Regions from separate parts of the Rattus norvegicus genome. Here all the other regions are linked to region 1. The links are chromatin contacts, called in public Hi-C and HiChIP or PLAC-seq maps. All regions are on one chromosome and are shown on one strand. Each heading gives the region's core, a stretch centred on a gene start, on an enhancer-like site or on the middle of the called end of the contact. The rest is flanking DNA. Distances are from core to core; before and after follow the strand shown. Region 1 holds the start of Rpl27a (ribosomal protein L27A). Region 2 holds the start of Dennd2b (DENN domain containing 2B). Region 3 holds the start of Tmem9b (TMEM9 domain family, member B).

The links. A called contact is a pair of places that touch in the nucleus more often than the background predicts. HiChIP or PLAC-seq counts read pairs in DNA pulled down with a chosen protein or histone mark.
Region 2: a contact with region 1 is called in a Hi-C map of liver, with 2.6 times the contacts expected there. The contact joins the promoter of Dennd2b here to the promoter of Rpl27a in region 1. A contact is called at or near these places in 5 of 12 Hi-C or Micro-C datasets (the A7r5 cell line, liver, mammary epithelial cells and 1 more) and 1 of 1 datasets of contacts at active chromatin or transcription factors (oligodendrocytes).
Region 3: a contact with region 1 is called in an H3K27ac HiChIP or PLAC-seq map of oligodendrocytes, with 3 times the contacts expected there. The contact joins the promoter of Tmem9b here to the promoter of Rpl27a in region 1. A contact is called at or near these places in 1 of 12 Hi-C or Micro-C datasets (psoas muscle) and 1 of 1 datasets of contacts at active chromatin or transcription factors (oligodendrocytes).

The regions. Positions count from the first base shown.
Region 1 is chr1:172,973,184-172,975,883 of GRCr8, forward strand. It overlaps Rpl27a (ribosomal protein L27A), which reads left to right and starts at 1,390. Exons shown (of 5, transcript NM_001106290.1): 1 at 1,390-1,420; 2 at 1,788-1,851; 3 at 2,102-2,177; 4 at 2,619-2,700. The coding sequence starts at 1,418. LOC134478799 (small nucleolar RNA SNORA3/SNORA45 family) reads left to right here and starts at 2,301; the gene lies at 2,301-2,430. It also overlaps a transcript of Trim66 not described here.
Region 2 is chr1:173,128,076-173,130,776 of GRCr8, forward strand. Dennd2b (DENN domain containing 2B) reads right to left here and starts at 1,409. Exons shown (of 21, transcript NM_001395094.1): 1 at 1,372-1,409. It also overlaps the pseudogene LOC134483768.
Region 3 is chr1:173,216,614-173,219,313 of GRCr8, forward strand. Tmem9b (TMEM9 domain family, member B) reads right to left here and starts at 1,437. Exons shown (of 5, transcript NM_001398743.1): 1 at 1,245-1,437. The coding sequence starts at 1,352. LOC134483769 (a long non-coding RNA gene) reads left to right here and starts at 2,302. Exons shown (of 2, transcript XR_010060740.1): 1 at 2,302-2,700.

The sequences.
Region 1 (2,700 bases), core at 140-2,639:
GCCAGAGATCTGAGGTTTTACTGTGAAATTGTCGGTCTCCTAGGGGTGTTAGAAGCCACACCAGAAGTCTCACCAACATGACTACCTAAACAGGAGCTAAATAAGATATGTTATAGTCCACATATGAAAGTTATACACCGGGGCTGGATAGATGGCTCAGTGGTTAACAGCACTGACTGCTCTTCCAGAGGTCCTGAGTTCAAATCCCAGCAACCACATGGTGGTTCACAACCATCTGTAATGAGATCAGATGCCCTATTCTGGTGTGTCTGAAGACAGCTACAGTGTACTTATATATAATAAATAAATAAATCTTAAAATAGACCATCATGCCCATCAAACCAATTAGGAGTGTAATTCCAGCAATCAGGAAGTACATATATGCAGGTCAGCCTTGGCTACAGAGTAAGACCCTGTCTCAAAACAAGCAAATAAAAAATCTTGAGGCAATGGTGTGGCTAAAGCCAAACTGCCTAGATTGTAATGAATTGAACACTAAATAAGAAGCCAGCAGATGGATGGGATCTGCCCACTCTTTTTTAAGAAACGGGTCCTAATAGACATAAGAATTTAGGGTATTTTAACTAGAATACTCTTTAGTTTAACAGATCAAGTCAGAAAAACCAAAACAAAACAGTTAAGGGGAGAGGATCTTGTGCACAAGTGGGACATTTTTGTATTCTTAGTAAACAGGCTACATGTCAGGAACTCATGGATTTAAGGGGAAAAAACAAACAAACAATACTGGTCAATCCTTGAACCCTTAGAGAATTTGGGCTCAATCGGGAAGAAAAATGTAATTTAGTAATTTGGAGTTACATGCCAGATTGTGTGGTGGTTCAAGTAAACAAGTAACAAAACAGGTCCAAAAAAGTTCACGCAGGAATCGCTTGCATGAGGAACACACCGGGCTGGGAACCTCGGGTCCAGAGGACTAAAAGCTTACCAGCCAGATTCTGGAGAAAATTCAAATGTGTTTATAGAAAATAGTTCAAAATCTAGATCCCTGAAGCGCAGAAGGCTGTTCAAATTTGACAGGACAAGAGCAAAAGAGAAGGGCAGTGTCCCTTCAAGGGAGACCAGAGGACCTGTGGAAGTTTTGCAGATGCTCTGAGACACCGCCATGGCGGCCAGGAGACAGAACCAACAGCGCCAGAAGAGAGCATTGTACTAAGAAAACGCCCGCCAAGCCCCAGAAAGAGATAAGCATGGTGGTAACCGCGATTCCCGGGGGCGGGCGCCACCGCTTACCCCGCCCACCCACACGGAAAGGAAGAGGCGGGCGCCGGAAGTCGCTGACGTCTGAGCCCCTCCCGAGGCCAGCTTCTGGGCCGGAAATGGAGCCTTAGTCCCACCCCCGCGCCTTCTACCTCGCGAGACTTGGTGGGCTCCTCCCTCTTTCTTTTCTGCCACCGCCATGGTAGGTGTTCTTCTCGTGGCCTCCGCTTCCTTGTGGCGGCTGGGCGCTCTACCTCCCTGCCTTTCGGCTGCTTGCCCTGGTCTTAGTGGGTCTCCATGGCTGCAAGTAGCCTGCGGGGCGGGATGGCTCACTTGGGTCTGGGGCGAGGGACCTGGGGCCGCGTGTTCCGACCGGAGTTGGGTCGCCTTAGACGCGCGGGCCTGGGCGTCTGAACGCGCTCCCGGTCTGTAACCTCAACCTTGCTGAATCCTTCAAAAGGCAAGTTCTCATTTGCAGGCATAATCCGGGCAGGCAAGCCTTGCTGCTCGCTCTCCAACCTCCCCTTTCCTTAGGCAGGCCTAACCATTTTGCTGTTTTTCCCATACAGCCATCCAGACTGAGGAAGACCCGGAAACTCCGGGGCCACGTGAGCCACGGCCACGGTCGCATCGGTAAGTGTGGGCCTTCTAGGCGTTTGGCCTTTGAGTTGTGTTGGAAAGTAGACAACTGTAAGTCGAAGAAAACATTTCTGAGGCCTGGGCATAGCAGTTTCCCTACTTTATGTTGGTAGTGGGGGCGGAAGGCCGAAAAGGTTTATCCCTGAGTCTTGATAACTCATGCTCAGAAACGGATTGTAAACTGAGAACAAACGAGAGCATGCGAGCAGGTAGAAGTCATTCATGTAGCTTTGTGTGCCTGCAGGTAAGCACCGCAAGCACCCAGGAGGCCGCGGGAATGCTGGAGGCATGCATCACCACAGGATCAACTTTGACAAATAGTGAGTGTTTCGGAAGTGGGGGCAGAAGGGATGACTTAGAACAGCTTCTCTCTGGAAACGGTTTCTTAACGTTGGTTATTAGCTTTAGCGAGCAAAACACTGCATGTGAACTGAGGGAACCTGTCCGAGGCTAGAGTCACGCTCAGGTATTGCTTGTTGCCTCAGTGTGCTAGAGTCCTCGAAGAAAAACTACTGACCTTATTCACTGGCTGTGGACTTTATGGCGCAGTCAGTCACCAGGTTAGTGACATACTTCAGATCAACCCTGTTTAGGGACCCTGTTAAAAGTGAGGGCGGGGTTCTACTGAGTGGCCTGACAGCCAGTTAAAAATTATATCAGGTGCCTGCCGTGTCAATGTTTACAATAGTGAACATTTATACTGCGATAGGAGATAGCTAGAAAGATGAGCTTGCTCTGAAGATGGTTGCCTTCCTTCCTAGTCATCCAGGTTACTTCGGCAAAGTTGGCATGAGGCATTACCACTTGAAGAGGAACCAGAGCTTCTGCCCAACTGTCAACCTG
Region 2 (2,701 bases), core at 159-2,658, 150 kb after region 1:
TGATCCTTTACACATCTCTTACATCTGAGAAGAAAAAAATCCACCAAAGGAGCAGGACACGCTATTTTCACACCTGTAATCCCAGGATTTGGGTGGTGATAGCAGAAAAAGCTCAAGAGTTTAGGGCCAGCCTGAGCTACATGAGACCTTGTCCCCCCCTGCAGACCCCCCCCCAAAAAATTAAGGCATCCTCCTTCTGAAAAGACCCTTTGTAGAAAACAAAACAAAGCAATTATATAGTCTGTTTTCCTTGTGGCCCTTAACATTTCGGACATGAACTAATGATTTCTTTACCACTCCCCAGACCCTGAAATGAAAAAGCAGAAACATCTGGGGGAAAATGAGATAGAGAGCTGGTCTGAGACAGCATTATGGCAAATTCTTTCATTCGGCTAGAAGCTATTTTACCCATATTTAAACGATTATAAACTATGTTCAAACAAAATTTTCCACAACACTGCAATATTCCTTTAAAAACTAGAAAATGTTCAGTCCGATTTTCAGACCTTGAAAGCAACACAAATGTTGAAGTGTGCTCCTTCAATGCTAGGTCACTTCGTTAACACAGGAAAGCGTATAAGCATAAGGAGGCAGCGAACAACAAACCCGGTTTAACGGAACCAAGTGATAGAAGACAAAGTTAATTTCCTTTGTTTGAGTTAGAAGCTAGTCTGTGCGTGTGCCGTATCTGAGCATACACGCGTGTTCCTCACACAGCCGCACTCAAGCAGCAAGGGCTCAGGTAAATGCAGTTTAACTCTGTCTCTGAGGCTACTTGCATCCAGCAGTTCTACACAATTCCACACGGGTCTGCGCTTCATACCCCACACTGCGTAGCCCGGGCCAGACCGGAAGGCAGGGCTGGCCACGATCGCCCAGGAGGGCAGTCCCCACCAACTCTGGAAACCGCGGCCCGCACCTAGTACTCACGCAGCAGGAGCCCCTGCCTGGGCCTGGAGTAGAGAAAATGGAAGGGCTTGGTGAGCCGCAGAACCGGAGTCCGAGTCCTATGCGCCCGCCACCGGGCGGGGAGCAGAAGCAGCGACTCCTGAGTGACCGGGAGCCACTTACCTCCTCCGCCCGAGCCTGCCGGGAGCTCCGCACAGTCTGAGCTCCACGGGCGCCGCACAGCCCAGAGGAGGGAGACTGCTCCCGCAGAGAGGGCGGGCGGCGGGAGGCTATCCGCGCCCCGGGCTGCAGGGCCAGGGGAGGCGTGCCTCCACAGGAGTCCTAAAGGGTGGGCTGCTGCAGCCCGGAGGAGGGTTGTGCTCCCGGGTGTTGGGGGCGGGGGTGAGGGGAGCTGCACAGGGGCGGGGGTACAATGACTAGGATAGGGTGGGAAGTCGGGCCCCCAGACCGCACCGCCCTCACCTCGGCACCATCCACCAAGGATTGTCTGGATCTGGAGCAGAAGCACAAGGGGATCAGAAACTTTATGTCATTTTCTCATACACACGTGACCCCCCTGCAGTCCAGATGGTTTCAATCACCAGAGGAAAAAAGCCGCTCTGCTGGTATGCAGGAAAAGCCGGAGCTGGGAAAGTCTGGGAAAAGCTGCCTTGTACAGCCGGCTTGCCTTCAAACAAACCCAAGCACTCTTTCCGTTCTGCTGGCTTTGGGCCCAGGAGCCCTACTAAACCGAAAAGACATTAAAAGAAGCTACCCTGGATACTGCAGCCAGTAGCAGAACTAAAGCTCTAGGGTTGCAAGGATCAGGTCTGAAGTCAAAGCTCCACAGGAACTGTAAGAATGCGACTCAATGAAGAAACAAGTTGCTGGTGACAGTCTTACTTATCAGTGGAATTTGAAGGAAAAATTATTAACCCAGTATAACAATCGGTTTCATTCCAGACCCATACTTACTTAGTGCAATGCTATGAAGACATGTAACTTGAATTCTCCCATAAATTACTTACAAATAGACCTTGGAAGTGGAAAGAGCAATAGTAAAAATTGACTTTCAAAATTTAGGAAATTGGCGAGTGATAGCACACAGTTTTAATTCCAACACTAGAGAAGCAGAGGCAAACAGATCTCTGAGTTCAAAGCCAGCCTGGTCTATACAACCAGTTCCAAGGTAGCCAGGTCTACATAGAAAGACCTTGTCTCAAAACAAAACAAAATTTACAATTTTAGGACTGGGAATATAGCACACATGAGTCCCTGGGTTTTTAGTCTGTGATCACATTATAATTTACATACACTGGCTGCATTTCAAAAGAACCAATGTATGTAGATGAGCATAAGCAGGTTCTAAAGCTAAGGCCTGTCTCAAACCCAAGCCAACTGAATTGTCACATATCCTAAAGAGACATTTATACTCAGCTGCAAGAAGACAAGCACTAAAAATAGTAAGTTTAAGATTCATCCTGGAAATAATTCAACTTACTCATGATGGAGCACAACTAATGACAAGAACCAAACTAATACAAAACTATTGATTATTGTTCCTTTTCCAAAAGCAGGTATCAGAGACGAATTGTAGTGCCATGCCATTAACTCTTTATGATCATCATATTGACATCAGAGGGGATGTCTATACGGTTGATAGACTTTACCTTTGACAAGTTGAACTGGCTCTGTCTACACTGGGAAAACCCCATCTTTCAGCGGCTGTTGATACACTGGAAAACAAAGGCACTGCCTGGAACTAAGTAAGTCAGTATAGGTTTTATTCCAAACTCACAATCAAACAGTGAGT
Region 3 (2,700 bases), core at 187-2,686, 240 kb after region 1:
AGGGAACTTGGCTTCTAGTCCAGGGCTGACAGACTCCTAGCAATACAAGATTCAGGAAGCAGAGCAAGCAGGCATTAATGCTGCATAAATCCAAGAGATGCTTTCTCAGCAAAGGGGTTTTTATTTGAGAAGGCGGTGGCTCATTAGTCCCCACTGAGACATATCCACTGCTCCTAGATACAATGAAAGGTCTGGCAGAGCTGTTGACAGCTCCTAAATGCATCAGTAACCACTATGACAGAGCCTGTGTTCAATGAGGAGGACTCAGAGAAGCAAGAGACAGGGCTCCTGTTTCCTGGGACAAATCCTATCAGGGGAGCTGGACAAATACATGTATCATGTATACCATAAAAATGGTAATGTCTGACATCATACAAAGGGTACCAACAGTATTTCAAAAGTTGGGAAACTTTTTTCTCTCCCTATTTCTGATGACAGCAGAAAAACTGAAGAAAAAAAAAAAACAACAACATGAAAACAGCTGCCTATCTGTGACCTATCTTCCCCAGCCCTTTATAGCATTTAAAAATACTGTAAACTCTTCTTTTAAAAATGCAGTGTCACTGTTTCCCATTACAACACGGAGTCTTTCTATTTTGCCCAAAAATGAGTTAGCCCACTGGGAAGAAAGCACATATTTTCATGGTCCAGGGCAGCTCTGGGGCACCAGAAGGGACCAGAATGGTTAAGAAACAGAATGGGGGAAAGTGTGTGTGTATGTGTGTTTCTGGAAGGGATCTGGGTAAGAATATCAAGCTAGTGGGGTGGCCCTATAGATCCTCCTGGTAACAGGTTGTTGCCTCAAGAGTCGAGCCCCCACCATGGCAAGGGAATCGGCTTATAAATGAGTTGAGGGGAGCTAGTCCCTAGTAGGGAAGACTTTGGGAAGATGAGGGTTTCCCATCGTTTGGATTGAGGGCTGAAAGCTGGTGAAGTGTGGGGGTGGGCTGCCGGAGTTTAAAGGTGGAAAGTTCAAAGCTCCCAGGGCTGGAAAGTTCCGGGTGTGCGCTGTCAGGGCCGGGAAGGGAAATGTCAAGAGGCAGAAGGTTGCAGACCCGGCTCTGGCACTATCGGGACTGAGGGTTCGGATGCTCTGGGGAAGGCAGACGCAGGCTGTGAAGCCGGAGGATCTGGCTTTGGGATTGGGAGACCCGAGAGTGGGGAGCAAGTGGTCAGCCCCAGTTTCAGCCAGGCCAAAGGCAGGGGCGGAGCTCCTGTCAGGAGCCGGGCGGGGCGGGACTCACCTTGGCAGCGCCTGTCAGCGGCGCGAGAAGCAGCACGTACAGCGCTAGGCAGGACATGCTGAGCCCCGAGCCCAGCCGCAGCAGGCTTCCGCACCATAGGCTCGCCATCGCGGGAGCCAGCCGCCCCAGCGAGCCCCGAGCCCAGCGCCCGGCTCGGGATCCGGCTCGGGATCCGACTCGGGATCCTCCGCCCGCACTTCCGCCTGGGCCTGCGCGTCACCGTCCGCGCCGGGTCAGCTGCGAGAAAGCCTCCGCCCCGGAAACGGTTCCGGGTGCACTAGGCCCGCCACGGCCGCGGCCCCCGGCTGCACTGAAGTCTGGGGGTCTTCCGCGGCGAGAGCTGGCAAATCCTGCATCCCCAGGGAGCAGGCCATGCGGACCTAGTGCGGCAGGCCGGATGAGCCTCATCCCCGGGAACTGCGGAAGCCAAGAGGGTGCTACGCATGGAGACCTGGCCAGGAGAGACCGAGCGTCCGTAGATCGGAAGCCTACCGGGCGGTGGAGGCTCGAGGCTCGGCTCCTGTGCTTCGGTACGAACCTGCGGTGCGTGCGCCTTCAGGACTCAGTCCCCTGCCCGGATCCCAACAGTAGCTGTGAGCTGTCCACGCGGGTGTGGCTACTAGGGGCTGACAGCCTTGGTACAGTCTAGGGGCTGGGAAGTGGGCCACGGCGGTGGAGCTGGGCTGGCTCAAGTCAGGCTTCGCAAGCTGTGGACCGCCCCTGGAGCATCCCCCGCCCAAGACTACTGGAGGTGGAGAATCCAGGCGCCAAACTCTTGTGAAGCAATGCCTATTTAAAATAGTTGACCTCTTAGCCAGTTCAGGGAGTGCCGACCCTACTCCTCGGGGTGTCTTTTCTGTAGATACTTTAGGTGCACCCTGGAGAGAACATAGTGCTTCTCATTAAAATAATTTTTTTCACTTAGTAGAGACTCTGGGGGTAGAGAAAGGGATGCAGCGTGCTCATCACAGCCCTTAGGGATTTGCTGAATGTCATCAGGGAAAATCACTTGCTTTCAATAAGAGGGGATTGAATTTTATGATTTTCAAAATCTACTCTTATAAGACCCCCCCCACCCCCCTTAAGTGGTCCCTTCCTAGATGGTGGAAATGTCTTAATTTACAGATAGAAGTTTCTCAGTGTTTTTCTATGTGACTCTTGTTGATTGCTAGACTAGAACCTAACACAAGTTGCTATTGCATTAAATGTATTTAGCCCTTTTTAGTTCTTAATAGTAGCTAGCCCAGAGGACTAGATGCTTTCTCACCAGTTTTTGCGAAGATGCTATTGCACTGGGGATAATTCAAATCCTTCTAAGTGGTGTCCTGCTAGTCTCAGGACTGCCGGGCTAACGTTTGTTGGTGAGGCATTGTGGATCTGATTGCCAAAAGCTGAGTTAGTAGCCAGTTTGGGTCAGTTTAGAGCTGTCTGTCTAACATCTGAAAGGACTGAGTAC